Regions from separate parts of the Mus musculus genome. Here region 1 is linked to region 2. Evidence: chromatin contacts called from public Micro-C data. All regions are on one chromosome and are shown on one strand. Each heading gives the region's core, a stretch centred on a gene start, on an enhancer-like site or on the middle of the called end of the contact. The rest is flanking DNA. Distances are from core to core; before and after follow the strand shown. Region 1 holds the start of Sfmbt2 (Scm-like with four mbt domains 2). Region 2 has its middle 6.9 kb from the start of Gm31496.

Region 1 (3,052 bases), core at 86-2,585, 70 kb before region 2:
GGACTGCCGGGGATCTACCAGCTGCAATCTACAGGAATGCGAGTGACGAAGCTCGCTGGGCTTCTGGTGGGACACCTGGCCAGGACAGGTTCCCGTAGGGTGGGGTTTCCCTGGCCCATATCAAGAAAAACCAGGTCCTTCATGATCTATAGGAATGGAGCGGAAGATCCGCCCAATCTGATCTGCGGGGTCTACCCGCACTTTTTCACGGGCGTGGCGCAAGGGCTAATGAGCTTCCCGGGCCTTGGGCGCAATGGTGGTACGGAACACAAACGAAATGTCCCCTATACAGAAAAGCTGGAGATGCCCAGGTAGACAAAACTCACCGTTTATGAAGCTGGGAAGCAGTAGAGCGAATATAGAGCTGGTTCTATCGACTAGGAAACAGAAGACACAATTGCTCAAGGTCTTTGCCTTTACAACCCCGACTTCAAAAAAAAAAAAAAATCTTCCACTCCGTAGTCTTCTATTGCCCACCTATCCCTTACACCACTCTCCGAAAAAACAACTACATACTGAGATTTTTAGTCACCCTCCCTGATCCTAACATCCCAGCGAAATTCCCACACGTGGTTCCCTAGGGAGTGGTGAGGGCTAGGAACCGCCAATAGAGTGACGGGGCCAGAGGCTAACTTTGCGCGGGAGACATCACCAACTATGAGGCTTTAGGTCATCTGGAAGAATCTAGAAGGGAGAAGCGCAGAAATGGCTCTCGCCATTATTGGGCCTCAGGGGTGGGGGGTGGGAGGGAATGGTGGGCGAAAGTCAGAGATTCGGAAAGCGTGGTGGAAGTTACAAAAGACTGAGCCCTGCCAGTCTGAGAATATTTCCTTCACATTTTAGAGAATTCTTTAGCTCTAAAGCGTCTCGCCTTGCCCATACACCTCCGTTTAGTACAGAGCCATCTAAGACCCTGAAGGCCCCAGTCATTCGCTTATCAGTATTCTCTGAGGTTCACACTTTTATCACCCGCCGGAGTTTGCCACTCCCGAAGCTAGCTTCCCGGTGTCCAACTCTTAGGAACACCAATGTATTTTTTGAGCTCATCATCCTTAAGGTCGGAGACTCCTGACGGCAGAAACTTCTCAAAAATAAATTAATCCCGTCCCTGAACATTATTCATCCCATCTACACCCGCAACTGCTTCTTTTATTAACCCAAGGTGGTCTCAGGTGAAGAATCCGAGGATTCCAGAGTGTATGTCCAGGTTTAGGTCTCAAAGTCCCAACTTACCTCTTCTCACTCCTTCAACTCGCAGCTGATCCTTCAGAAAGAGGTGGGAAAGAGGCTCAAAGTCACCTTTAGAGGCTTAGACCCACAAGACCCAACCTGCGCTTCCGTCCAGGGGAGTGGTCAGGGTCCTGTCCTTCCCCCTTCCCTCCCTCCTCCCCCCAATAACCAAGCGCAAAGCACTCTTAGACCGGAATAGCTCTCAACTCACACTAGGTTGTCCAACCCAACTCTCCAAAGCCTCAGGTTGTGGTTGCGTTGGACGCCTTAGGCAGCAGAACTCCTTTGTGCGTCCTAGACCGCCCACCTAGCTCCCAGCTTCCCTACCAGGACTTCCGGGCAGCTCCCCTTTGGAAGGAAATAGAATTTTATCAGTCCACCAGCCACGAGGCTTGAGTTGTAACCTACCAACGCGGTAAGGGTTGCGGGTCTATTTCCTGGTTTAAAGTTACGATTGCCCACTGAACGTTGTTCCATCAAAATTTTTAAACACACACCTGATTATCTTACCTGATTCGACAAAGTAATTAAGCAATCTCTATATGGTTGATATTCAGACCCACATTATGTAATTCTGCCCAAGGATCTATAGCAAATGGCGCGGAGTTCCACCCACCCATTCATTCATTCATTCATTTGTGTATTTATCTATCTACCTGTCATGATTAAGAAATAAAAAACATTGCGCTGTCACTGCACGTAGTGGCCGCACTGTTTACACAAATTACTCCAATGATGTCTACAGCAAACGGTCTCCAAGTTCAATATCCTTTACTTTTAATTCACTCTTGGCACATGGCTTTTCTTATGTCCTTTGGCTTTTCTTTGTGATCGTTGCTCCTGCTGCTGTTGTTGTTTTGTTTTTTGTTTCTTTTTAACCCACCTCCCACTTTTATCCCAGGGCACCCAAAAGGCAATGAAAAGTGGCTAGCAGGTTCCCTCCGAAGTTAAAGGTACTCCTTCGTCCCGTTCCAATGCCGTCTAATTTCCACTTTCATTTCACAACCAGACCCTTTAGGGATGTGTGACTCCAAATGCGGGACCCACTCCAAATCAATAAAACAGTAACCACTGCCAAGAAATAAAGAAGTAGAGAAAGCAGAGACTGCCTTTCCAAAGACAAAATGCACTCCAACTCAGGAGAAGTCATGTTCAGTCTCACGATTAATAGTACTAAGTGATTCACTAAAAAATAATTAACACTTTCTGAAAAATCTCCCTTCAAATAAGTCTCTGATAGCACTGACTATATATGCTCTTGCATTCCTAAATTCTGGCTAAGCCATTCATTTCACCACTGTGTTAAAAAGTAATTAAATTAGTTTTGTTAACTGTAAGATATGTATATGCTCTTCCATTTCTCTAATGTCACAGAAAAAAATTAGAAAAGTTCACAGAGGAAAAGTTTCTCCTTTATATTCTGTAAATTCCTAAGAATCATGTCATGAGAACTTACAAGGTTAAAAAAAAAAACTGTGTGTTTATATTTATATTAGAGGCATGTAGTGGTTTAAATCTTGTTGCGTTATAAGTAATAAATAAGTGTTGTGTATTTGTTGAGCCGCATGTAGTCATTTTTTTTTACATGCTCATTTCCTTCAAAAGCAAGGAAGAATCCACTTTCCACAGACTCTTTGTATCTAAATATTTCTTAAAGATGCAGGTCATGGAAGCTTACATACAAGCAGGAGAGCTAACAGCCAAAACCAATATTTGACAAATGTGTGCAATCTTCTCTTTCCAAGGACCTTTACCCCAAAACTTGTTTCCTCTTAGACCACATAAGAGAACACTCTATTAGCCTTCTAACTCACCAAGTCTA
Region 2 (3,099 bases), core at 591-3,090:
TCTTCACGGGGTGCACTGTTGCTGACCCTTCAGTGACAAAGTGAGATCCGCCCTCGCTTTGCCTCCTGAGATATCGTTCATACCTCATCATAAAGCTCCCCCCAGGGTCTCAATGTACTCTTTGCTAACCCTTGGTGACATTGGCAGAGCTGACACATAGCCTACCCTTGACACGGCCTCTCAGGCCTCTGATGGACCCTGACGTGCCTAGTACCACTCTCTGTTCCTGACTCTGTAGCAGTAAGACATAGGGTAACAGAAGCTTTAAGGCTTTAAGTGTGGTCTATAGAAGAGACAGTGTCCGGAAGTCCTTCAAAATTGTCCTCTGCTTGTCCTGTCCTAAGGGAGGCTCTGGTAATTTTCCTGCCAGACTCAGGGCTCCTGTGGTCAGCTTTTGTCTCTGTGTTACCTCTCCTCAAATTATCTCAGCAAGTTTTGCAGGAAGCCGTTGCATCACAATGAAGCCAGATTGTCCCCTCAAGCAAAACTGATGTCCCCAGAGCCAGCAGAACCCTGTAGAACCAGACCTGAGATAAGGATTAAGCAGAAAACAGCTTGGCCAAGACTTCTTCTCCATTATACTCTGGGTCCCTGCTTCTCCCCCCTCTTCAACAGCCATAGGTATTATCAAAAACCCAAGGAAAGGGCCACCCCTCTTGCCAGAAGGGCCGTCTGACTCATTCCTTTTTCTCCTTCTCCACCCCCCCCCCCCCACTCCACTGTGACCAAATAAGGTCAACTTCATCAGTACCTCAGAGTCAAGACTCCTGCCTAGGAACCAGCAAAACAGGAATGTGGACTAAAGAATGTTCGAGTTAGTTTTCTCTGGATACAGCCGTCCTTACAGCCTAGAAAAATGACAAGTTAATGGAAAGACATTTTCTTCTGTAGTTAAAAAGACAATAAAAATTAAATAAATAATTAAAAAAAGAGAAAGTCTAGAAAAATTCATGTGAGAATTGGCCACAGGAAATTTAACATGCTTTAATAGATATATTGATTTAGGTTTTACATTTTAATATTTTCATGTTCATAATGCCCGTTAATCTTGTCAACTTGTTGGAATTTAGAGTCATGTGGACACAAACCTAAGCGTATGCCGGGAGGAATTTTCTAGACTAGGGAGATTGAGACGGAGAAGACACACCCCAACATTGCTTAAACTGGGCTCTTAGAGCAAAAAAAGGCAAAAGACAGCAGCATTGTCTCTCCTGAGTCCCCACTGTGGACACCACGTGACCAGCTGCCGCGTGCTCCTGCGCCATCACCTCCCTGGGACAGCGCCCTGGAGCTGAGAGCTGGGAGAAGCCCGCCCTTCCTTAACTAGAGCCATGTGACCAGCTGCTGTGCTGATGCGCCATAAGCTCCGTAAACTCCCAGGGACCGGTGCCCTAGAGCTGGGAGCTGGGGGCTGGGAGCTGAGAGAAGCCTTTCCTTGAGCCAGCCAGCCAGCCAGCCTGTCTGCCTGCCTTAGCTATTGTCACAGCAGCAAGGAAAGTGACCAGTGCAGTACTCTAAACTTGAGTTTTAAAATGGTTTGGAAACGGAACTGTGAAGAAATTAGTAATAATGACACTGAACTAAAACTAAAATCATATTTTTCCCTCTTCTCACTTCACATTTTACAAATTGGATCACAGAATATTAAGTAAAAGAGGAAATCTTGTAATTCCATTATTCCATTAAATAGACTGAAACAAAATTAAAATGGATAATTTAATTTTCATTTGTTTTCATCTAATCCCGATCAGACCCATAAAATATTTTACACTCATAATCGCCATCAGAATTTTGAGTTGTTTTTCCCTGTGTTTCATTTATGAGAACTAGCCACGAGGGGGCGTTGTGGGCAGCCACGTGCACTGCCTTGACCCTCTTGCTACAGGAAGAGAAGCTGAGATACTTGCAAGCAGTGTTTTCTACAGCAGACTAAAGAGATCTTCCCTAATTTTTCTGTTCTCCTTCGTGCCATGTTCTTACACAGTACCTGGCCGACAGGAAGAACAGATGTGAACACTTGTTGACAATACCTGAGTCAAAATCAAAGCTGAGCTTATATGTCGTCATCTATCTGGTCCGTTTGTTAGCCAAGTGCCTGCCTGATCATATCTACCCAAACCAGGTATGAGTAAAATGTGGCTAAGAATTCTGCTAACTGAGCCACATCTCCAGCCTGACGATTGCTTTCTATGCAGTCATGATTTATCAATCCGCAGAACAACCAGAATTAAAGACATCAACACCAAGTGTTATCCTAACAGATTCCACTCGTCGACTGACCAATATTTCATGAACTTCATACAGAAAACTAGCATGGACTGTATTGTCAGTATCTATTTAAAGATATTCCTGTTATAAAGATGTATCAGAACTTATACAAGGTCAAACAACAAAAGCGCCTACTTTAGCCATTCAGAAGAGGCCTGCTCGATAATTTCTTAAATGTGCTTTTACTATGCCTATGTCGTTGTCCCACTCAGCATTGTCCGTTGGGTGTTAAGCACATCACTACACTATTCAACAGGGGCCCAGCTCTGTGTAATGGCTTGTTTCCCATGCACTGATAAATGTATTGCTTTTTAACAACATGTTGTTGTGGCCTTAGAGAGTTCCAGCTTCAACAATGTACATTGTGTTTATCCCCCGTCCCCCCATGTAGACAGCAGGAATGGGATCAATAAAGGAAAAGCATAATGGCTTTCCCTGCTTTATTTTAGTAGGTTATCTGATACTGTTTGCTGTTTTAGTCTTAGTCAATATTGGTGTCTCTGGGGGAGGTGGTGGGGACAGTGACTCTCCCCTCAACTCATTTCCTTTCAATGTTAAGCATAAAGCCAGTCAAGACAAAGGACACGAGGCGCTGGGGATTTAAAAGCAGTCCTTGAACCAATGACAGCTCAACCTAGTTTCTGTCACAGTGATGCTCTTTGCCCTTCCTGGGACTATGCTTGACTCTGTCCCACAAGCGTGTGGCCCCGAGGGTGAGGAAAGCAGGGTCAGTTTCTACAGAGGGCAACATGGCCACATCCCTTAGCTGAGGCTTTGCAGTGTCTCACGAACAGCTCAGGAACAGGTTTGAAAGGTCGGGACAGCAAAGTC

The links. A called contact is a pair of places that touch in the nucleus more often than the background predicts.
Region 1: a contact with region 2 is called in a Micro-C map of embryonic fibroblasts, with 3 times the contacts expected there. The contact joins the promoter of Sfmbt2 here to the enhancer-like site in region 2. A contact is called at or near these places in 12 of 484 Hi-C or Micro-C datasets (B cells, Sertoli cells, embryonic fibroblasts and 3 more) and 4 of 115 datasets of contacts at active chromatin or transcription factors (embryonic stem cells and trophoblast stem cells).

Annotation. Positions count from the first base shown.
Region 1 is chr2:10,368,734-10,371,785 of GRCm38.p6, reverse strand. It overlaps Sfmbt2 (Scm-like with four mbt domains 2), which reads right to left and starts at 1,335. Exons shown (of 23, transcript NM_001198808.1): 1 at 1,234-1,335.
Region 2 is chr2:10,299,187-10,302,285 of GRCm38.p6, reverse strand. No RefSeq gene overlaps it. Among named protein-coding and RNA genes, the nearest start is that of Gm31496, 6.9 kb to the left of the region's middle. Within about 2 kb of position 1,840, at least 63 of the 459 cell types and tissues checked have an H3K27ac peak or open chromatin away from gene starts, as enhancers often do. A contact at or near this core is called in embryonic fibroblasts, embryonic stem cells and trophoblast stem cells, where this site is marked.